Regions from separate parts of the Danio rerio genome. Here region 2 is linked to region 1. The links are chromatin contacts, called in public Hi-C maps. All regions are on one chromosome and are shown on one strand. Each heading gives the region's core, a stretch centred on a gene start, on an enhancer-like site or on the middle of the called end of the contact. The rest is flanking DNA. Distances are from core to core; before and after follow the strand shown. Region 1 overlaps nrp1a (neuropilin 1a). Region 2 overlaps pard3aa (par-3 family cell polarity regulator alpha, a).

Evidence for each region. A called contact is a pair of places that touch in the nucleus more often than the background predicts.
Region 2: a contact with region 1 is called in a Hi-C map of an unstated tissue, with 2.5 times the contacts expected there. The contact joins two enhancer-like sites. A contact is called at or near these places in 4 of 18 Hi-C or Micro-C datasets (caudal fin, embryo, hematopoietic stem cells and 1 more) and 2 of 4 datasets of contacts at active chromatin or transcription factors (caudal fin and embryo).

The regions. Positions count from the first base shown.
Region 1 is chr24:1,374,075-1,380,853 of GRCz12tu, reverse strand. The region is part of intron 2 of nrp1a (neuropilin 1a); the gene reads left to right. Among named protein-coding and RNA genes, the nearest start is that of nrp1a, 10 kb to the left of the region's middle. Within about 2 kb of position 3,868, at least 25 of the 62 cell types and tissues checked have an H3K27ac peak or open chromatin away from gene starts, as enhancers often do.
Region 2 is chr24:1,905,360-1,912,138 of GRCz12tu, reverse strand. The region is part of intron 19 of pard3aa (par-3 family cell polarity regulator alpha, a); the gene reads left to right. Among named protein-coding and RNA genes, the nearest start is that of pard3aa, 460 kb to the left of the region's middle. Within about 2 kb of position 2,633, at least 3 of the 62 cell types and tissues checked have an H3K27ac peak or open chromatin away from gene starts, as enhancers often do.

The DNA.
Region 1 (6,779 bases), core at 2,619-5,118:
TTGCACAAACCGGACACTCGGTTAGTTAGTGTTTAGGTCAATGATTCAAGTATGCACGTAAGATAACCGAAATCCATTACAATGCATCTAAAACTGCTCGTTTTGGGAGATAACATTGTAAATACTTTAATTAAGCCCCTCCCACTCTTCCAACCAGTGCAACTGTTAAGTAAGGGATTGCTTAATTTAATAATAATTTGATAGGAGTTACGAACAAAGTTCTTCCCTTAAATACTGTACATGTATGTATGTATATGCTGGTATTATTGAGATGTTTTGAATAATAACCCTACTTTTGAGCTAAACAAGGTTAGATTTGCCAGACAGTTGTACATGCTTTTAAACAATGACATGAGTTAGAAATCTGTTAATATGGTGTATATGAAATATATAATAATTGTTAATGTTTTGATGAGGATTGTTTTGATACATTTTGTTTGTGTCTATTTTTATTTAGTACAACCTAAAGGTCCTGGTTGGACCTAATGCATTGCCTATGCATTAGAATTTCTGTAGATTTTAAGTAGTTTTGAGTCAAGTAATTAAAGTACTTACACTAAAAATTCATTGTGTTTACATTTTTTACAAAACATGCATTTTAATGGATTTTCGATGATCTAAAGTGCATATTTGAATCATTGACCTAAACACAAACTACACTAAAAACAAATGATTCATTCGATTTACTGTTTTTTTAAGGTAAGTGGTTGCAAACCATTTACATGGGCAGAGTTTAACCCAGCAAATTTAATTAAGTAACATTCAACTTACTTTCTTTATATAAATTGTACAATTGAACATGCAAACTCCACACAGAAATGCCAACTGACCCGCCAGTACTTAAACCAGCGACCTTCTTGCTGTGAGGCGACAGTGCTAACCACTGAGCCACCTTGCTGCCCCTATAATTATAATAATAATAATAATAATAATAATAATGATAATAATGATAATAATAATAATAATATGTAAGTCTAAATAATAATAATACTTTGAGTGTAAATTATGAACTGTAAATCTAGATTATAATTAGGACAAGTATCATAAATATGGCACAACTGTAAATTATAAACACACATAAAACATCACAAAAATTTATAAATAAAATAAATAAAATAAAAAATAAATAAAATAAAACAAATACAGCAATTACAGTAGAAATACTTCAATAATAATCATAATATTCCAAGAATCAAACTTTTTTCTTGTTTTCTTGCCCAGTGCTAGACGGAGATGACTCTGCTAACCACTGAGCCACTGCACCACCCCACGTAATTACTTTCCATTCTTAAAGTTAACTCTCAATATGTTTTTTCAAAGCATAGGAAAATAATTTAAATTCAGTTTTAATGATTAGTAATGAATAACTTTAAGTAACTTACCCATCAGTCTATTATTAAATAAAAGTACATTTGTGTTTACATTTTCCCTACTTTTTTTAACACATAAGTGGCTTCATCTGTTCCTCAGAAACGCTCTTTGTAGCGTTCGCCAAATGTCCGTGCATGGTTTTGCATTATGCCTTTACATGTGGTCACGGTTCATAAAATAGCAGAGTAAGTTATGTTAAGTGCTAACTTGAAGACACTCATGCCCTCAGTGCTGCGTTTTCTGCGGGAGCTCGGCTTCGGGGCTTTTTTTTTTTTGCCATCCTAAAACGTGCTGTGGTTGTATTTCGTCCCCCAAGGCAACATATGCTGTTCACTGGGGTTCAACACCACTCTATGATCTCTCCACTTCAATCTGTCATCCTGAACGGCTTTTGTGGCCATTCAAACAAACTCAAAGTGGTTTAGTCATTTGGTTGATGATTGGCTGGAAGTTATAAGCCCTAAATAGGTTGCTGCACGATATATAGTTTCAGCATCGATATCACAATGTGATCATTCGCAATAGTCCCATCGCAGGATATGCAATGTTGAGTTTGCATTATGATGTATCGTTTGCGCGTGTTTTTAAGGCCTGTGATTGTATATTGATTTTAAAAGCATTCAGGCATAAGAAATTGTAGCATTTGTAGCTATTAATTTGATCAAATTATGTTTGTTTTTATTATTCAATGGCTGTAAAATATCCGTAAATGAGCAGTTTTTCGTATTTTGTGATTTATGTTTTATTTTTCGCAGTTTATTTATGCTTTTAAATGGCATTATGGGACCTTGACCTTTCTTTAACAACGTTTAACCTTGAAAAGTCCCCAAAAATGTACTTTTATTAACATATTGAATAGTTTAACGTGATATATTGTTAATTAACCGATATTTTTCCCCATGTGAATGCTTTTAGACTTGGAAAATTTAAAAACTCTGTTAATTTTAGTTGTATTTTTTCCTTTATTGTATTTATAGATTGCTTATTAGAATTTAAGCAGATGCACTTCCACGACAGAATCATCCCAATTAATCTAACATGAATTATTTCCAAATAGAGATATTAAGTCATCTGGTGAAGTTGTAATTATATCGAAATATACAGCTGAAGTCTGAGTTATTTGCCCTTTTGTGAACTTTTGAGTTATTTTAGCCTTTAAATTCACTTTAAGCTGAATTCTAGTATCTTGAAGAATATCTATCTAATATTATGTGGTCATCATGACAAGGGGAAAAGTAATCAGTATTTAGAAATAAGTTATTAAAACTGTTATGATTAGAAATGTGTTGACTAAATCCTCTCTGTGTTAAACAGAAATTGGGGAATATATATACAGGGGGGCTAATAATTCTGATTGACGCCCACCGCCACAACCTCTATCGCTAATTCGATTGTGAGAGCAGATAGACATCTGTTGGGTGGATCTGGTTTCTGCAGATTAGGCGGTGTTTTCTTGACTCCCGGATTCAGCTGGACACACATTAAGGGTTCCTTGCATAATGGAAACTGTTGATGGCCGAAATGGTTTCTTTATCAGATGGACCGCGGAGCGAGGGAAGCTACAACACACGCTTCAGTGCGCCGCTCACAATCTAATTAGCGACAAATGCAACACACATGCTCAGCATAACATGTCCGTTATCAACAAAGCAAACAAGAAATGCTCGGTGTCCACTTGTGGAGGAAAAAAACAGCTGGCGGATCCGAGTGCTGCATGTGTGGCATGTCAGGCGCGTCTGGTTTGCAGTCAGAGCAAATCTTTGAGATTGAAGAGACGATTTATTATACATTTGGAACACACAATCAATCATAAATGTCAATTTTTGAAAATCCTGCATCATCTGAAAGCTGAATAAATAAGCTTTACATTGACGTATACTTGTGTAAGGATATGACAACATTTGGACTGTCCTCTTGTTGTGTGGTGACACATAGAATACTGTTTCCAGATCCAGATGTCAGGGTTGGCTCAGTGGGTAGCACGATCGCCTTACAGCAAGAAGGTCACTGGTTCAAGCCTCAGCTTGGTCAGTGGGCGTTTTTGTGTGGAGTTTGCATGTTCTCCCTGTCTTGGCGTGGGTTTCCTCTGGCTGCTCCGGTTTCCCCCACAAGTCCAAAGACATGTGGTACAGGTGAATTGGGTAGGCTGTAGTGTATGTGTGTAAATGGGAGTGTATGGGTGTTTTCCAGTAATGGGTTGCCACTGCCTAAAACATATGCTGGATAAGATGGCAGTTCATTCCACTGTGGCGATCCCAGATTAACAAAGGGACTAAGAAAATGAATGAACTGACTTAATTGAACAGCTTTAAATAATTATATGAGCCATAATAACACATGTGCATTTATTCTGCTGTGCGTTCACTTTTAGAAAGGTTTCTGTGCAAACTGTGTAAATCAGACCCCTGTTTTTATTGATATTTTACTAAGGATAGCAGCATTGTTGATTATGTCACACTGGTGTATTTAGTGTTATTGAAGCAGATGGACTTCAGTGAGGTCATGGTGTGTGTGTGTTGTGTCAGAGGCCGCCCTCTGCAGATAACACATTCCTCTGACAGCACTATGAATCATTGATGCGCCCCAATCCGCTGACCAAACGAAAACTAGAAACATTTCCTCCTGATTGTTAGATTCCTGTCTTGAAGCATCAGATGGAGGAATTGTTGAAACGTGGCAAAGGACAGAATGCAGCTTTTTGCTCATGAAAGAGATAAGAGCTGCTGCTTGAAGCAATGTTCTTTGTACCTCGTCAGAGAACGCACAACAATAGCCAGTCAGTTTGGGTTTGTGTGTGTGTGTGTGTGTGTGTGTGTGTGTGATAGTAAAGATGGCATTCAGAAAATGCAAGCTCAAGAACACTCCCAAAAGAGGTCAGTAAAAGGTCTCCGCAGTAACCCTAATCCTGAAAACACAGCTTTACAGTGAGCGACCTGTAGCGCCGCCCTGCTGGGTCAATCCGCTAAGTGCCACACATCCTGCAGAGAAAGCAAACACACTCTGGGCTCGATAAACAAAGCACACATCCTGTATCTGTGCTGCTTGGAGACTCAGACAAAGCTGATTAGTCATGGAGACACTAACAGTAGAGGCCTTTGATTTACACTAGCAGGCGAAAAGTTGGAAATTTGTGCAATTAGAATGTAAAATACTGGGGTCTTAAGTATGAATATGGTTCATTTTTATTTTAATGTGAATTATATGATGATGTTGGATGTATTTGGGTTATGCTGTGATATATATATATATATATATAATAAAAGTTAGAATTATTAGCCTATATTAATACACAGTTTTAATGGTTTTAAAAAAAATCCACTTGTGGATAATAAAGAAAGTCAAGTTTGGAAAAAGTATGATAATAAGATTATTCAGCTCTCAAAGTTTGCGTTTGTCTAATAAAAAATACAGTGAAATTTGTGAAATAATATTGCAGTATTAAATACCTTATTTTATTGAATATAGTTGAATTGAATTGAATTGATTATTGAGGTTTAAAATGAATAATAATAATAATAATAATAATAATAATAATTATTATTATTATTATTATCACCATTATTTTACCAGAAAAAAAACACATGAATCACACATTGACAAACTATTCAAAACATCTACAAACCTGTGCTTTAATTTTTAAATCCTCTATACTCTTTTTTTTAAAGCATTTAATGACATAAATTCTTTTAACTACAACCTTGTTTGTAGATTATTCCATGCAAATGTTGCTGCATATTTAAAAACCTTTTTTCCCATCTTAGTCTGCACTTTAGAAACAGACAGTAAATAAATATCCCATGACCGAAGGTCATATAGGGACAGTTTTTTTTACAAATGTAATTCTGTAAGTATGATGGAAGTAAATTCAATATAGATTTGTAAACAAAGATATGCCAATGCTTGAGCCTATAAATGGACAAAGCAGACATGTTGTCAGACAAATTTTAAACATGATTAGTCTTTAGCATAAACATGTATTTACTTTTCTTCATCACAATAAATTGTTTGATAGTGAAAGTTGCAAATAAATGTATTATTTTAAACATTCTTTATTTTCATCAAAACATCCTAAAAAATATTTAAAACTATGAAGCAAGACTTTTTTTCAGCACTGATGAATTTAAGAATCATTATTAGTGATTTTGCATTAATAATAACTGATCATAATAGAACGCCAAATCATCAGATTATTATGATTTCTGAAGGAGTAATGATGATGAAAACGCAGCTTTGAATCACAGAAATAAACTAAATGTGTAAATATTTTACAATTTTACTATATTTTTAATCAAATAAGTGCAACTTTAGTGAGCAGAATTTTCTTTTTTAAGCAATAAATAAATCAAACTATTTTCAAACTTTTGACTGTACAGTATGAAGAGTTCAGATTCAAAACGCTCTAAATGTTTTTTTTTCAGTATCCTATGATTTTATTCAGTTCTTTCACTTTAAAGACAATGAAAACGACCTTTTCATCGACATAAAAATGAAAGTACACAACCTATACACAGAAGTCTGATCAAAATGATCATTTTAGAGCAATATTTCAGATGGCGTTTCGAAGCTTTTGCTGAACTCTTCATTTTTTGTGTATTTCCTGTAGAAACGGACTCAATGGCTCTGATGCCACTCCATGACTCCGATGCCCTGCTGTTTCTGTGAATTAATATTATGACCATGAAACCAAGGCGAGAGGAGAAAGGCTAAAACTGTAGATCTCACTGCTGTTTAAATATCAGTCCACTAACCGAAGGACTGGATCCATTGTTTTGTGCAGGCTCCAGTGGAGCAGGGTCTCCTCTCCCCCACTGAGAGGCACCATAGCCGGGCTGGGAATGGCTGCAACTCCCACTCCTTTTTCCAGATACCCAGTGGTGTGAAGTAACAAATTACAAATACTCAATTGACTGTGATTGAGTAGGTTTACTTGTAGTTTTTAAAATCTGTACTTTTACATTTTTAGTGTCAAACTTTAATTCCGCTATTTTCCTTCAACCTGTAGTCACTACTTTTTAATAACTGATTTCTTTCATCATTGTCATGATGACAGCACATAATATTAGAGTAGATTTTCTTCAAGACACTAGTATTCAGCTTAAAGTGACATTTAAAGGCTTCACTAGGGTAATTAGGGTAAATTTAGGGTATTTAGGCATTAAGTTATTGTATAACAGTGGTTTGTTCTGGAGACAATCAAAACTAATATTTTTTGGCACTATAAGAGGCTAATAATATTGACCTTAAAATAGTTTCTAAAAAATTAAAAACTGCTTTTATGCCTGTCAAAATAAAACAAATAAGACTTTCTCCAGAAGAAAAAAATATTATAGGCAATACTGTGAAAGATTCCTGAATCTGTTCAACATCATTTGGGAAATATTTGAAAAAAGAAAACAAAAATTCTGTTC
Region 2 (6,779 bases), core at 1,384-3,883, 530 kb before region 1:
ATGAAGGTACATGAGCTGTCACTGGAGCAGTACCTTTTCAAAAGATACCAACCCAGGCTCATTCTGGAAGCGTAGCCTTCGTTTCTGCAGGCCGCGAAATACGTTTCGTGCCCGCGCTGTTCTTGTGTGAAAAGCCGCCGGAGGCCACTGTCGAGCAACTGTCTGCAGACCGACCGAACGATTGATTGACCTAGCCACCCTCCTCCTCCTTCTTCCCTAAACCCAAGCGTAGATTTACAAAAGTCGTTCAGAAAAATAAAAGCCCTCATCCGATCTTGACCGCGTTTTTGTATTTCACCGCGTTCATACCCCCTTACAAACTCGTTCGCTTAATTTTTTGGATTCTGTTTTTTTTTTTTGTCTTAGCTGATTTCTAGAACCGCTCTTCCCCGGACTCGAACCCGGTCGTACGCCCTGGACAGCTCCTCTGGGCCTTTGCTCCGCCGACGTAACACAACGAGCTACCTAGACAAACTGGTTGCGCCATAAAAGCCCTCCCCACGTAGGCGAACCGTCAGCCCAGCCGGCGAGCGCGAAGAAGAGGAGCGGCGTCACACTGCCGTTCACTTGAAAAAAGAAAACGTGGCCATAAGTACCTCCAGCCATGTAAATCGCGGTCTCCAGAAACATCCGCGGGGCTACAATTTAGAATGAGCTTGGGTTGAAAGATACATATTTGTACCCAAAGAGTCCACAGTGGAACCTCAAAGGTGCTTAAGTGCCCAGAAGTACCATTGAGGAGGTACCATTATAGACCCTTCAGGTATAAATATTTAGCTTTTGAAAAGGTACTGCCCTAGTGACAGCTCCCGTACCTTTATTTCTGAGAGTGTGTAAACCAAATGCTTTTCTTAAGAAACATTATTTGTACCATTGTGTACCTTTTTTTCTGAGTGTCTACTAGTTCTCTTTGTTTGTTTACTTACAGACTAAAAAGGAGATTGAGATGTCACTTGATGGCCCCTTTTATTTTAGCATCTTTGCAACTCTCACATGGTAGCCCACTGATGCTAAGCAGGGCTGTGCCTGGTCTTACCTGAATGGGAGACCACATGAGAAAGCTGGCCAAAAGTGGTGTTAGTGAGACCAGCAGGGGGCGTTTAACCTGTCTGTGTGGATCCCAACACCCCAGTATATCAAAGGGGACGCTATACTGCTCAGTAAGCATTGTCTTTCAGATGAGACGTTAAACCACGGTCCTGACTCTATGTGGTTGTTAAAAATCCCAGGATGTTCTTCAAAAAAGAGTAGGGGTTTAACCCTGGCATCCTCACAAAATTTGCCTACTGGCCTCATGGCCTCCTAACCATCCCCATATCATAATTGGCTTTAGTTTCCTCTCCAACCAATCATGTGTTATGCAGTCTGGCACAGTATGGCTGCCGTTTTATCATCCAAGTGGATGCTGCACACTGGTGGAGAATGAGGAGATTCCCCCTAAAGAAATGTGCAAAGTGCTTTGAGTGTCCAGAAAGACGCCATATAAATGTAAGGAATTATTATTTTGTTGACTATGCATTGCAGTGCAACTACATGCCAGCTCTTTCTCATTAGAATGCTAGCAAACGGTTTGCTTAGTATTTCCTGACACCGCTTCACCAACAGATAATTTCATCCACCACAAAGGATTGGGAAAAGGCCAAATATAATAAAGATTTGATGTTGGATATTGTACTTGTTCCAGACAGTATCCATACATCCTTGCAACCACTTACCAATTCCCTAGAAACTGATAACAACATGTCTGCAACATTCTTGATGTTATTACCCTAATGGCAGAGCTTGATATAATACTCCATTCTAGTGCGTGAGGAGGCTGTATATCTAAGGGTGCCAGATTTCATGCCTGACTGCGCATGGGCTGAACGAATAGGTCATCAGACTGAACTACGGCATGTATGCAAGCATTCAGCAAATGACCCAAAAGGGCCAGATGTCACTCATCGCCGTTTGTCCTACAGGCCTTATCATAAATGTGTCTGGCATTCTCTCTGATGTGGCCTTAACCATATAAAGCCTGTTGAGATGTTTTACCACAGGCCTTGTTAAAATGTCAGCCGGATCACTGCACCTGGCTCTGTGCTGTGATCCCGTTAATGAATAGAAAATCACACAAAAACAGTGTATTCACCGTTCTTCTAGGACTATTTTAGATTATTTAAGTATATATATATATTTGTATTTTAAATGTCTAATTTAATGGCACAAATAATAATAGTTATAATTTAAAAGATAATTTAAGGTTGTACAGTTCCATTAATCACCAGAGGGGGCAGTGGTGTCCACAGGTTGCAAGGGGATATGGGCTCCCGTGACTAATATGTGCTAGAAGAAACGGAGAAAAGGGGTTGGAAGCAGAAGTAAGTGACATAAACAAGTGCAGTGAAGTGAACTGGGGCACAGAGAGGAGGAGCAGTGGAGATAAAGAAAACGATTCCTGTGTTCACACTGCTGGTCACGGCAACTTGGGCTCGGGGGCAGACATGCTTGCATTAGTGGACACTATTAATAGGATGTAATTGCTAATCCTGATGCCCTCTCACTTTAAATTACACCATCCGCACCCTCCAGACCCTTCTCTGACCTTCAAACCTTCATGTAGAACCATCCTGAACTCCCAGCACATCCACCCCGAGAGGTAAACCTTAAGCCTGGAGCGACAGCAGGGCCTTGGGGACCTCGAGAGGTCTGAAGGGGGAAGAGCACAGATGCCTTCCCCCGAACCATCTTTGTTATTTTTCCTTCTCGAGTGAGCATGTTGCTGGGGAGGATTGTGGGTAATGGTACCTCTCATGCACAGGGCTTAACACAGACGCATCATGTAGCCGGTTTATACGCTTTTCCGTGTACGCAGCCAGATCCCTCAAATTGTTCCAAAGTGCTGTGTTCTCACTCATTAGCTTAACGTAAACACGGAGAGCTTTACTAAGAAGAGGCAATTACGGACACGCTGCAGAACAGCACACCAGTCAGAGTCGCCATAATCGACCTTGCTGTATGTAATAACTCAAACTTTGACAGATGTGAGCTGGCATTTTATGGAAAGGGGAGGTAAAAAAGTTGTTTGTCCGGAGTTTTCCTGCTAGAATGAAAGGACACATGAAGATGTTTTAGTTGCACTCACCGGCCACTTTATTAGGTACACCCTGCTAGTCCTTCTTTTGCCTTCAGAACAGCTGGAACCAGTCTGGCCATTCTCCTCTGACATCAACAAGGCATTTGCGTCCACAGAACTGCCGCTCACTGGATATTTCCTCTTTGTCGGAGCATTCTCTGTAAACCCTAGAGATGGTTGTGCATGAAAATCACAGTAGATCTGCAGCTTCTGAAACACTCAGACCAGCCCGTCTGGCACCAACAACCATGCCACGTTCAAAATCAGCTTAATCCCCTTTCCTCCCCATTCTGATGCTCACTTTGAACTGCAGCAGATCGTCTTGACCATGCTTAAATGCAGGGAGTAGTTGCCATGTGATTGGCTGATTAGAAAGTTGCGTTAACTAGCAGTTAGACAGGTGTACCTAACAAAGTGGCCGGTGATTGTGTATACTTTTAATTTAGTAAATTCATTGTCATATTTATTGATTTCAATACAATCTACTCAAGGTGCATTTACAGGACAACAGTTTACTGTAAACCTAAAAAGTGTGCTGCATATAAATGACAAATTAAATTACTAATTACCTATGTTTGCATGGATACTCCATAACCGAAATAAATGTTATGTTTTGCATGCCAGGCCAGTAGGTGGCATGCTGACATTGTAAAAAAATGAGCAGATATCCTCCTGTAGTACATTATTGTTGTTTACGTTGTCAGACTAAACATAATATGCATGTATATGGTGTCACCATTATCACTAAGTCAACAAAAGTAATATTATAGCTGGTATTTATTACTAAACTAACCCTATATTGAAGATTGCTTGGATGTACCCTCAAAATACAGCTTGATTAGCTGCCTACAAATAGTTGCCCGCAACTCAGACGAAGAATTACTTCAGGTTTAAGAAGTGTGTCAGTGAACAGAGATATGGACTTGAGATATTGCAAAGTGATCACTTGTCAAAATGCCAACACCTTGTGTGAAGTCGGCCATCTGTCTCCTCTATATGACGTTTGAGGTAGTGTTGGTGTCACGACCTCCTGGAACGAAAAGAAATTAAAACAAAAGAAGTGAGATTGTCCCTCTGTAGGCTTAACGCGGGGCTGTGTAAATATCATATCTTTTAAAATAGTCTTTGCCGTGGTGGTCTGCACTGATTCATCGACAAGCTTCCTTCGGGGGTCACAGAGGGAGATATTCTCACCTCGATCCCACCATTCCATTATCCGCCTGTCAATCAAACAGCCTCCGCTCGCAGCAGGGTGAACCGGAGTATAACCAGAGCCGCCTTTCAGAAGATGAGCTCTCAGAGACCCAATAAAATAAATAAAGTAATTGATATAACAGAGAGTCCTATTAAATATGAATGGAATTTAAATGAAAAGCTTTTATTAAGCATTAAATATGCCGTGCATCGTGTGATCTTGTCCATTGTGCGTGTCTAAATGAAAGATTTACCCACAAGGTAGCAAATATTCATGAATTAACAGTTCTCTATGTTTTGTTATTCATTAGATTTATTCAACATTTGCTACTAATTATTAATCATTTTTCTGAGCCAAACATTTACCAACTCCTCCTCCTCCTCCTCCTAGGGCTTTAATGCTATGACCACCAAACTTCGGCCAGACTTTTAAACTAGTCTGATTCGGGTTTCTTTATCCTTTTGAACTGATTTGGCTTTCGGTTTTCCAACTAACCTAGAAAAATTCAGCAAAATCCTATTGACTTAACGTTGGACCACACTTTGAGGCATCATAACTTTGAAAGAGAAATTCTTGGAAACATCTGATCTTCCACAATTAAAGAGGCTGCCAAACTGTGTAAATCTACATAATAAACTGAGGTGTAAGTTGTACCCCTGGGTACAACTTACCCAGGGGTACAAATTCCCAAATTCGCCCATTGACTTACTATGGTGGAGAAAATTCCATTTCAAGTTTTAACCATTTCTCCAGATTTAATATAAGTCTTTTGTGTCTCCAGAATGTGTCTGTAAAGTTTCAACTCAGTATACACATCAGATTATTTATTACACCTTTTCAAATCAATGTGAGCTGTTTGACCATTGTTGCAGTTTTCGTTGCCTGTGCCTTTAATGCTAATGAGCTTGTTCTCCCCGCCCACCGTTCCCACATGCGTGTCAGAACCGTAGCCTTCAGGTAGACAAACAACTCAGTGACAGACAAGAATGAATCAGATCACACTTACTACAGTAAGAACCTACACAACGATTATTTGATGTATTTGTTTTAGAGTTTATTCAAGCCTTTCTGAAGCGATGAATCACACACAATGATGCTATAAAGATCGCTCGCATGCACGTGCACGCACACACACTCACACACATTAGCTTTGCACTGTTTTTGCTGGGCAAATGTGACAGGGTACATGTAAATATCCACTGCTCTATGGATATCGTTATGTTAATATACAAAATAAACCCGATTTAAGTCCACAAACCGGGGATTGAAGCAACTTTTTTCATAATTGTAATGACACTATGCGGCTGTGGGGATGAATTACGTAGCAATTTTTCTATCTTTATTACAATGAAAAACTGTACAAAAGTACGCACCTGTTAACTGGGTGCCCAAAAACACAAAAACTGCTAATTACATATTCAAAAAGACGGCAACACCAAAGCTCCAAAAATGCAAATTTATTAAATTAAAAAGACTGACACAAAGCGTGTAACGTTTCGAGCCCACTGACTGTCTTATAAAGAGCCGTGGACTCGAAACGTTGCACGCTTTGTTGCATGTTCTGCCTGTGTTGGCATGGGTTTCCTCTGGGTGCTCCAGTTTCCCCTATAGTCCAATGACATGCGCTATAGTGTAATTGGGTTGGTTGGTTTGGTTGGCTGGTTGGTTGGTTGGTTGGTTGGTTGGTTGGTTGGTTGGTTGGTTGGTTGGTTGGTTGGTTGGTTGGTTTGTTTGGTTGGTTTGGTTGGCTGGTTGGTTGGTTGGTTGGTTGGTTGGTTGGTTGGTTGGTTGGTTGGTTGGTTGGTTGGTTGGTTGGTTTGTTTGGTTGGTTTGGTTGGCTGGTTGGTTGGTTGGTTGGTTGGTTGGTTGGTTGGTTGGTTGGTTGGTTGGTTGGCTGGTTGGTTGGTTGGCTGGTTGGTTGGTTGGTTGGTTGGTTGGTTGGTTGGTTGGTTGGTTGATTGGTTGGTTGGTCGGTTGGTTTGGTTGGCTGGTTGTTTGGTCGGTCGGGCAGTGGGTTTGGTGGTTTGGTTGGTAGGTAGGTTGGTTGGTTTGGTTGGCTGGTTGATTGGTTGGCTGGTTGGTAGGCTAAGGGAAAATAAAATAATGAATGAATATAGCAGGGTTTGTTTGGGCACATTTGCTCTGAGAGTCGAATAAAGGCTTACAGTAACACAGTTATTTCCGTGATTAACATATATGTCTGTGTTTCTGATCTTCTTTGTAGCCAGTAACACAGGGAATCACTTGGTTTTGATCAGCATGAAAGCACGACCACATTTCACGTTTTCAATTGCATCCCTGGGGACGGTGATAATCTTAACAAGACAACAAAAACAGCTTGTGAAGAGCATTGTGAGCACTTTTATCACACAAATGGAGGCAGAGATCCGGAGTCTGCATAAGATGAAGCCAGAAAGAGCAAGTTATTACAGTTTCAGCTTGCAGACTCTGATAACAAGTCTGATAAAG